3 separate regions of the Sus scrofa genome follow, and all the other regions are linked to region 3. Evidence: chromatin contacts called from public HiChIP or PLAC-seq data. All regions are on one chromosome and are shown on one strand. The core of a region is the stretch at or near the end of the contact, and the rest is flanking DNA. Distances in the headings are between cores, read along the strand shown. Region 1 overlaps WDTC1 (WD and tetratricopeptide repeats 1). Region 2 holds the start of WASF2 (WAS protein family member 2). Region 3 overlaps WASF2 (WAS protein family member 2).

What was found. HiChIP or PLAC-seq counts read pairs in DNA pulled down with a chosen protein or histone mark.
Region 1: an H3K27ac HiChIP or PLAC-seq map of skeletal muscle shows a contact between it and region 3, with 2.5 times the contacts expected there. The contact joins two enhancer-like sites. A contact is called at or near these places in 14 of 47 Hi-C or Micro-C datasets (adipose tissue, alveolar macrophages, brain and 9 more) and 1 of 2 datasets of contacts at active chromatin or transcription factors (skeletal muscle).
Region 2: a contact with region 3 is called in an H3K27ac HiChIP or PLAC-seq map of skeletal muscle. The contact joins the promoter of WASF2 here to the enhancer-like site in region 3. A contact is called at or near these places in 4 of 47 Hi-C or Micro-C datasets (embryonic fibroblasts, epiblast stem cells, omental adipose tissue and 1 more) and 2 of 2 datasets of contacts at active chromatin or transcription factors (alveolar macrophages and skeletal muscle).

Annotation. Positions count from the first base shown.
Region 1 is chr6:84,526,658-84,529,409 of Sscrofa11.1, forward strand. The region is part of intron 11 of WDTC1 (WD and tetratricopeptide repeats 1); the gene reads left to right. Among named protein-coding and RNA genes, the nearest start is that of TMEM222, 19 kb to the right of the region's middle. Within about 2 kb of position 1,479, at least 16 of the 83 cell types and tissues checked have an H3K27ac peak or open chromatin away from gene starts, as enhancers often do. A contact at or near this core is called in skeletal muscle, where this site is marked.
Region 2 is chr6:84,695,991-84,699,013 of Sscrofa11.1, forward strand. WASF2 (WAS protein family member 2) reads right to left here and starts at 1,438. Exons shown (of 9, transcript NM_001258444.1): 1 at 1,255-1,438. LOC102165025 (a long non-coding RNA gene) reads left to right here and starts at 1,820. Exons shown (of 2, transcript XR_298616.3): 1 at 1,820-1,973.
Region 3 is chr6:84,621,544-84,624,714 of Sscrofa11.1, forward strand. It overlaps WASF2 (WAS protein family member 2), which reads right to left. Exons shown (of 9, transcript NM_001258444.1): 9 at 199-3,171. Among named protein-coding and RNA genes, the nearest start is that of GPR3, 13 kb to the left of the region's middle. Within about 2 kb of position 1,463, at least 26 of the 83 cell types and tissues checked have an H3K27ac peak or open chromatin away from gene starts, as enhancers often do. A contact at or near this core is called in epiblast stem cells and skeletal muscle, where this site is marked.

The sequences.
Region 1 (2,752 bases), core at 229-2,728, 95 kb before region 3:
CTGGCGTTGCTGTGAGGTATGGTGTAGGCAGTGGCTATAGCTCTAATTGCACCCCTAGCCTGGGAACCTGCATATGCCGTGGGTGCAGCCCTAGAAAAGACCAAAGAAAAGGAAAAAAAGAAAGAAAGCTCACACTTAAGTGGTGCATGTTCACAAGTAGCTTCAATTTGGTGCTTTGTTATAAAGTGCTGTGGCCACTGAGGAAGCAGGGAGTGGGAAAATGGTTAATCCCACCTCCTGGGGAACTGGGCCTTGAAGTGGACTTTGAAGGAGCAGTAGAATCTTGCTGGATGGAAATGAGGCATTTGGTGAACTCAGTTGGTATCTGTCTGAAATGATTTTGCAGCTCCTTGACCTTGGGGCTTGCTCTCTTGTGCTCTTGGACCCTTTATTTAGACCAAGCACAAACAAGATCCCAGACATCTGAAACTGACAGTGGGTCTTGCTGGGTTGTAGTGGCTGGAGGTAAAGGAGTAGGTCCATAGCCTGAGAAACGCTTTTATCTTTGGAGACCCACAGGGCCCCCAGCCCTTCTGCCTGTAGCACCAGCAGGCAAGCAGGCAGGCAGACCCCATCCCCCAGCCAGGGCCAGGACGGGAGATGGATAGAGCTGGGCCCACAGCCATTTCTGCTCCGTCTGGCATCCGTCGGCTCTGCCCAGACAGACAGGCCAGCTGGTGTGCCATCGTCTGGCTGCAGCTAGGCAGGCCAGAGAGGGAAGCTTAAGAAACCCACCCAAGTCAGCAGGATGGTAGATAGGGGTTTGAGAAGATGCTACCCCCACAGGTCTTAGCTCAGGCATCAGGAGTTTGCCAAGGGCTCAGATGGCAGCCAGCCCCAGGAGATGACAGTTGGGGGGCCATCCTGGGGTGTTTTCCTCTGTCCCAGCAGGTGGGCAGAATGCAGTCGACTTCGTCCAGGCTCTGGGCTGAGAGCTGTCTCCCTCCTGCATTCTTGCTAAGAGAGACTAATGGTTTCCCAGTCCATGGTACCTTCAGCTTGGGCTCTGAATCCCTGCTATGCCATGGGAACTAGGGAAACAAAGCTCTGGCACTCTGAGCTGCTGTGCTCCCGAGTGCCCGGCCTCTGGACAGGGGGTAAAGACGTGGACATAGCTCGTCACCCAAGAGGCAGAAGCAGGAAGTCTTTGAATGGTCAGGTGAAGTGCTGTGGGCTTCAGGCAAAGTTAGGTCCCTTTAACTGGGGATCAGGGAAGCACCAGGAAGATGTGGTGTCTGAATGGGCTTTCAGTGTGGGCAGGCTTAGACGAGGAGATGAAAGGAGGAGGGGACTGTGGGGAAAGGACATTCCCAGGGAGATGAAATGGTGTGAACAAAGGCGTGGGGGTGGGGGACTGACTGAAGAGCTTGTTTGCAGAACAACAAATCCATTTGGCTGGAGCAGAGGGTTCTGGAAGGGACTGGCAGGAGATGAGTCTGTGAGGTAGCCTGGGGCCAGCCTGGGAAGGACTTGGAATGCAGAGCGGTGGCGTTTTGGCCTCGATTCAGTGGATGATGGGCAGCTACTGAAGAGTTTTGAGCAGGAGAGGGATGTGCTGAGGGCTGTCTTTTCAGGGAGATTGATCTGGCAGTGAGTCTGGATGGGTGAGCCCTCGGGCCAGCCTGCTCTCTCCCCATCCCCTCATGCCTGCCAGTGACCCCTAGAATGTCACATTCTGTCCCAGGCCAGTCTCCCCAGGGCTGCCATCTGCTCCTGGATGCAGTGGGAGCTGTCACCCTCTGGCTCCTGGCTGCTCTCTGGTCTGGCTCTCCCCAGGAGCTCTGAGGGGCACCTTGCAGGCGGTAATTGGGTTTCCAAACAGCGCGTGCTCCTTCGTCACAGCCACTCATTCTGACGCAGGCCATGCCATCGAAGCACTCTGTCTCCTGCGGGCCCCCAGCTGGACTGGGCTGCTTGTTCCTGGACTGAGCGTGGCTGCTGCAGGGACCTGATGCTCCCTCTGAGTGCTGTGGGAGAGGAGGCTCAGGGAGCCCTCTCCCCCATCAGTCAGGGCTGCTTCGGCCCCATGCAGGAGGCTTGTGAGCCATGCCTTGGGGGAGGGGACTTTAGTTCTGGGGAGTGCTGCTTAGCACACTTGGGTCCTAGGCCCTCCTCAGCCCAGCAGGAAAAAAAACAGCTCCTAAAGGAGCAGTAGCTCCCGTGACCCACCTGGCTCTCCAGATGAAACGTGGGAAATGAGTATCTTATATTCTGCCACAAGACAGGAGCAAGAGGAGCTTCTTTGGCCTCTCCCCCAGTTCCCACCCCCAAAACCATCCCCACGTCCGCATATCCATGCCTTGGGAGTTGGAGAAGTTAGAGTGGATGATGTGGCGCTCCTGGTGTGCTGCACCCCCTGCCTGACCCCCCACCATCAGCTTCCAGAGAACTGACTCTGCCAGACTGTCAGGCCCCATCCTCCAGCCCCGGGAGGTAGAGGCCACAGCTGCTGTGGATCAGTCAGCCAGGACAGAGGGGGGTCTGGCTGAGGGCTTGCTGCCTGCTGGTCAGAGCCTGAGTCCCCAGCCTAGCACTTCTGGCTTCCTCAGACCACAGAACTGCCCTTGAGGGCCCCCTGCCTTGGACATGGCTTTGAAGGCCAGCCGGGGGGATTTGAGGAGGTGGACAGTGGAGGAGAGAAGGAGGGCTTGGGGAGCCTGAGGCAGGCAAGATGCCAGGCCTTCTGCTGCAGAGCTGCGGGTGCCTGGGATGACTGGGTATGCACTTGCACTCTGTGTCCAGCAGAGGGCAG
Region 2 (3,023 bases), core at 188-2,687, 74 kb after region 3:
GCAAGGATTCAAACTGAGTTTGCTGAGGTTCTGACACACTTCAATGTGACTTTTACAATTTAGAAATGGTCCTTTTCAACTCACAGGCTGAACAAAGGGTTACAATTTACTGTCTAGAGATCAAGACCCAGCCTGTCCCCATGCCAGAATTCAAGTAACTCAACTATACTTCAGTAAAATGAATTTTTTTTTCAAAAGTCAGTTCAAGTGTCTAGGACCCGACCTCTCCCCCAATGTGTGACAAAGCAAACTTCCTTTAAGTGGACAGTGAATTCTCCCTGGCTCAATGATTCTCAAAGGAAACACCTTCGTGTTGGTAAGCATTGCACTTTACTGTGTGACCTTGGGCAAGTTACTTAACTCCTCTGAAATTTAAGTTTCCTTATGTGCAAATTCTCAAGGGTAGCTGTAAAAATTAAATAAGAACATATGCCTAAACCAGGTATGACACATAGTAGGAGCACCATAAATGTTCCCCTTCCTCCTCCTAGTCCACCTGAACTCTTTTGGGCCTAAATTTCAATCAAAACCCCAAGAGGCTCCAAGGATTCCTTCCTCTTCTGTCTCTATGGAGACCTATATAAAACTTCCCCATCTCAAAGGCTCTAGGATCCTGGAGGACCAAGACAAGCACACTCCACCCCACTATAATCTGGGTTTACCCAGACCCTTCCTGGATGGGCCCCCGGAGCCAACTCTTCTCCTTACTCTGCAGACCATCCTGTAGACAGACAGACAGACACACACACACACACACACACACCTCCCTGCCACTCTGCAACTTAGGCCTAAAATCTCAAAAAGCACCTCAGTGCCTTCAGGGCCCTGAGATGGAAACTGAGGCTCCACCTGGGGAAGAACTTGCCCAATATCTCGGACAATGTCTGGGATCCAACTCTTGCACATCTGCCTGCAAAGGCTTCGCTTTACAAATGGGGGAAATGAGGCCCAGAGAGGGAAGTGACTTGCCCAAGGTCATACAACGAGTTGGTGGCAGAGCCAAGTCAGCTTGGGGCACTTCTCAGCTTCACAGGCCCCTCCAAGCCCACGAGGGGATCTCCGGGACACCTCCTCCTGGGGGAGGGAGGAGTGTACGGCAAGACACTACCCCGCGTTGCCGCTCCCCCGGCCTCTGCCGGTCCGCGACAGGAGGCGCGGCACCCACTCCCCCGAGACACAGAGCGGCTTGGGAGGGGCGGCCAGGTCGGCCCGGCGCCTCTGGGCCGGGCCCGCCCGCAGGGACTTGTTGCTCACCTTGTATCGTGCGGTCGCCCTCAGAGACGGAGGGGCTGGCCGGCCGCCTTTCTCTGCACGGGGTCTGCTCTCGCAGGCCGCCCCGCCGGCTGCCACACAGCCAGACCCCCCCCCTCAGCGCGCTACGCCCCCAGCCGCGATCACCCGGCACGCGTCCGCCATTACGCGATTCCCCGCCCTGGGATGCGGCCACACCCCGCCAACCGCCCTGATTGGTTCTCTGCCCCACCCGCCGGGGGCTTCCGGGTATTCCATTGGCCCGAGTGGAATGTCAGTTAAATAGCTACGCAAACGACGTACTCAATAGTACAGTCCCGGGAGCTCCACCCGAGCTACTTCCGCAATCGGAGTAAACAGCAAGGGGCAAACCAAATGAAGTGGGGGTGGATTTTAAACTTAAAAAAATTCCTAAATTCGAAGTAGGAGAGTCCCACCTAAGAAAATGTAAAACCTTGTAAAAGTGTATCAAATGGCTAATCCTCTTTGTTAGAGTTCAAAGAGCCAGAATCTCTGGTGGAAGGAAGGGGCCAGGCCCATGAACTTTCTGTAGCCACCCCTCAAGTTGCAGATATTTTTGACACTTTCCTCCGGGTCTCCCGCGGGGCAGAAAAAAGGGTGGGGAGAGTGAGTCATAGACTCCAGCCCGCTGCTAAGGGATTCATCCGGGGCGAGGCCCGGGGTCCTGTGACTGGGAGCTGGTTCTGAAAGGCCAGGGTCAGGTGAGTTGGACCCTGGTTCAGCCGCCACCTCACTCTGTTACCTCAGACAACTCTGAACTTATCTGGGTCTCAGTTTGTCCTTCCGCAAAATAGGAGTAGTCATGTCTGCCTCGTGTTCTAGAGTGCTTGTTAAGGATTCATGCATGAATGGGAATATGTGTGTCTTATCGATTATAAAAGGTTGCTGGCTGGATATCGAGATGACAAATTAACAGGTTAGCAAAGGAACCTCATTTAGGTATTCTGGAGCAACTGTGTAAGGCAGATACTGTCCTCGGTTTGCAGAAGTGAAAACGGAAAACTCCATGACTTACCCTGAGTCACCCAGAGGATATGAAACGACCTTGGGACTCAAACCTGTATCTTTTGGCTTCCATTCATGTATTTCTCCCTTCTGGGACTGGTGTCTCCTGAAAAAGACTTCCCTCCCCAACATCGTAGCATTCCAGGGAGGGTCTTGAAGATGCCTGGCCAGTCTCCCATCTCTCTGGCTACCATAGACTTAGGCACAGTCCACCCCCCAGCTATTGTTAATCACCAAGGTTCCTGGGAAAAGTGATCCTAGGGGTGCACATGAGCTGTTTCTGGGGTCCTCAGAAGCAGGAAGTGAGCCAGGGATGAAAGAGATGACAGATGGGTCAGCTAAGGCAGAATCCCAAACAAAGGGAGTTCCCTTTGTGGCTTAGTGATTAACGAACCTGACTAGGATCCATGAGGATGAAGGTTCAATCCTTAGCTTCACTTAGTGGGTTAAGGATCCGGTGTTGTCATGAGCTGTGGTGTAGGCCGCAGATGCAGCTTGGATCCCGTGTTGCTGTGGCTATGGCTGTGGCAGTGGCTGCAGCTCGGATTTGACCCATAGCCTGGGAACTTCCATATGCCACGGGTGCGGCCCTAAAAAGAAAAAAAAAGAAAAAAAAAAAAAAAAATCCCGAACAAGGACACAGAGCGCCAAGATGGGCATCTCCATGCCAGGACTTAAGTCCAGGTCTCTGCTCTCAGAACAGGGCTCTTTTCACTGTAAGATTGTTTTTCTCAGAAGGGCTGTGC
Region 3 (3,171 bases), core at 213-2,712:
CGGCGGCGGCGGCGGCGGCGGCGGCAGGGGGGTGGGGGGGGGGGGGAAGAGGTGTTAACCCCACTGCTCAGATCTCCACTTGAAGCTCCTTTCCCATCTTCCGGGCAAGGGGACCCACTGTCAGACTGTATCCCCACACATCCAGACACGTGCCCAGCCCTGAAAATCTTGATGTCGCAAACACACCCAAGAATCCACTGGACCAGATCCTTATAAATATATTTATATCAGAGAAAACAAGGCACTTTGGGAACATTACGGCTTACTTCCCTACACATACATCATTCTAGACAGAAAGTAAAAATTGGTTAATTTCTCAAGTGAGTTAACTGAGTAAAGTTAATACAATAACAAAATTGTTCCCTAGCCCTTCCTGAAGCACAGGATGAGGCACATCTCTGAGCCTACCCCCTCCCCGTGGCTGCTCCTTTGGAATGTACTCATCTCACAGCCACGGCAGAGCCACAGGTCACTTTTGACACTGCTGGTCCCAGGTCAGCTGGACCCCAAGTTGGTTGGACCTCAAAGCCTGATGTCCTCAGGAAGCCTGACAGCTCTCCGAGCAGAAGCCCCTGGCCTTGGGGCACTGCCCCCCCCTCCCTAGGCCTAAGGTCAGGTGAGGGGGGTGCAGCGGGAGGCAGGCTGAGAGCAGAGCTGGGACACGGTGGGAATGCTTAAGCAGGGTCACCAAAGCCACAGAGACCTCAATCTGTTCGAGCTGGCGCTGCAGAGCCGGAGGATCGGCGCCACGGGAAGAGATTTCACATTAGCCCTGACAACACCGCCATAGCTCTGCGGTGACATTGGCCAGGGTCGTTTCTGAGGACGCTTGAGCTTCTGTTGAAGGCGAGCTGGAGCCTGGGCCAGCTGCTCTGAGCCTCCAAGGGATGGCTGCGCCTACCCCCTCCCCGTGGCTGCTCCTTTGGAATGTACTCGTCTCACAGCCACGGCAGAGCCACAGGTCACTTTTGACACTGCTGACTGGAAGCTGGGTCCCTGGGCCACAGGAATGGGGCAGGTCCCCTGGGCTGGGCAGACCAGGGAAGGGGGGGGTGGCTCCTTGGCTTCAGCCCTTGGAGTCCTCAGGGGCCACTGCTCCATACTCTTACCAGCCTTAGCCCAGTTTAGAGAATCACTAAACTTCGCATTCTACAATTACAGGATTCCAAAGACACACAATTACCTGCACAGGGTCCTTTATCATCTTAAAGGGCTCTAGGTTTAAAGAAGCTTTTTTTTTTTTTTTTTTTTTCTTGGTGCACATATGCATAAGTAGCGCCCAGAGGGCCTCTCGGCTGACTGGGTCCCCAGCCCCCCGAGCTGAGGAGGCTTCGCAAGGCCGGCTGCTACAAAGCACCGAGCTTGGCTGCATAGATTTTAATGAGAGCGTCAGGCAGAGCTGTGCTGTTGCTCTCCGGGACTTGCAGATCATTACCAAACCAGCTGTAGGATGAGAACACAGCACATCGAAACCCTAGGAGGTCACTGAGCTAATGATCTAATCCTACCTTCCGCAGGCAGTGCCCCCCCTCCCCCTCCTGCCCCCAGCCCTTTCCATGGCGGGCTCTGTCCATTCCAGAAGCCAGGCCAACACCGCCCCCTTCAAGGTCAGAGCAGAATGATAGTGAGTGGCGCTGGCTCCCCCTTTTCCGGAAAGGAGGGGGATGGGATAATTTAGTCAAAGCCATTAGGCCCAAACCCTGGCCTGGCCTGGCCAGGCCCCAGGGCTCCTATTTAGGAGAACCACTGCCCTCTGCCTGCGCTTCAGCCACTGCTGGGCTGCAGCCGGGGGCACCTTCAACAGCCATTTTAGAGCTCTAAAGAAAGCACCCTCGGCTTCCAGGGCGCAGGGCGGGAAGCAAGGTGGGAGCGCACACAGCCTGGTACGCTCAGCAGCTCAGCACGGGAGCCTGGGGCCAGAGACACCTGATCTGGGGAGAAGAAGGAGGGCACACTCCGGAGCAGCCCCTGCAGGAGAGCGTGCTGGCCTCGAAAGGCTCAGTCCCCACGCCCCAAGTTCAAGGAGGGCAAGCAGAGGGGGAGCATTCAGCCAGGGCATGGCGGCAGTGCCCGTGATTACACGCTCTCCTCAAGCCGGAGGGGTTTATGAGGGCTTTGGCAATTACTATAACCATTTGCTGTGCTGGGTAGAGACAGATCCTGTTTCTCTTTGTTTCAGGGCTCTGAAAGCCAGCAAAGCCAGTTTCAGCACAACAGGCTACACAATAGTTAGGGCAGAAGAGAAGAAACCTCACTGTTGGCCAAAGCTGACCAGTTTTTTTCTGAATAATAGCACCTGTGTATTAGCTCTGAGAAAAGGGGGGAGCGAGGGAGGGAACATCACTGTATGCAGTGAGAAGGGAGCTGAAGACAAGACCCAGAGTCCTTCTGCCTTTAGCTTGCCCCTCGGCTGCCAGGCCCCCCAGGCAGCTACCTGCGGCGGCTGCCAGCCTGAGGGACTGAAGTTTCTACAGCTGGCAGAATCAATGCCTAAACTGGGGAAATAAAAGGGGGAGGAGCTGCAGGGGAATTGAAAGCAGCACCTGTCCTGCTGCCTAGCCCCTTCCTTCTCTCACTACCTCTGGTTCCCCCAAAAAGGCAGCTCTCCAGGCCAGGTGCTTGGCTGGTGATAGGAAAGGGAGAGCAAAGAATTACAAGAGGCTACAAGGCTCTAAGCAGCACTGAGAGGCCTGGCACGGGCCCTGAGCCCTTCTACTGGGCCTCTGCTATGGTGAGGTCCACAGTAGTACAGCGCCAATGCTGCTCTGCCAGGGCTCCAGCAGGTGCCCTCTATTTGGTCCCAGAAAGCACAAGTGACTTGAAACCAGGAACTCTGGGCTCTAGCTCTGATACTATCCAACTGTGCGACCTTGAGCAAGTCACGTCCCATCTCTAGGCTTTAGCATCGTTAAGAAGGCAGGACCCAAGGAGTTCCACCGTTCTTCTAGTCCTGCAGTTCCAGGTCTCTAGAAGCTTGGCTCCTGACAGCCAGCGAACGCCCAGATCCCTGTGTGTCAGGGCTAGTTTGGTCACGAGTGTTAGAGGTTAGAACAGGGCTATGGTGCTTGAAGGCACCTAGTGGTGAGGGAGGGGCATTTAAGGGACACAAGGATATCACATTCAGGAGAGGAAGCCTGGGCCGGAGGCAACCTCCCCTGTCTTAAGAAAGGC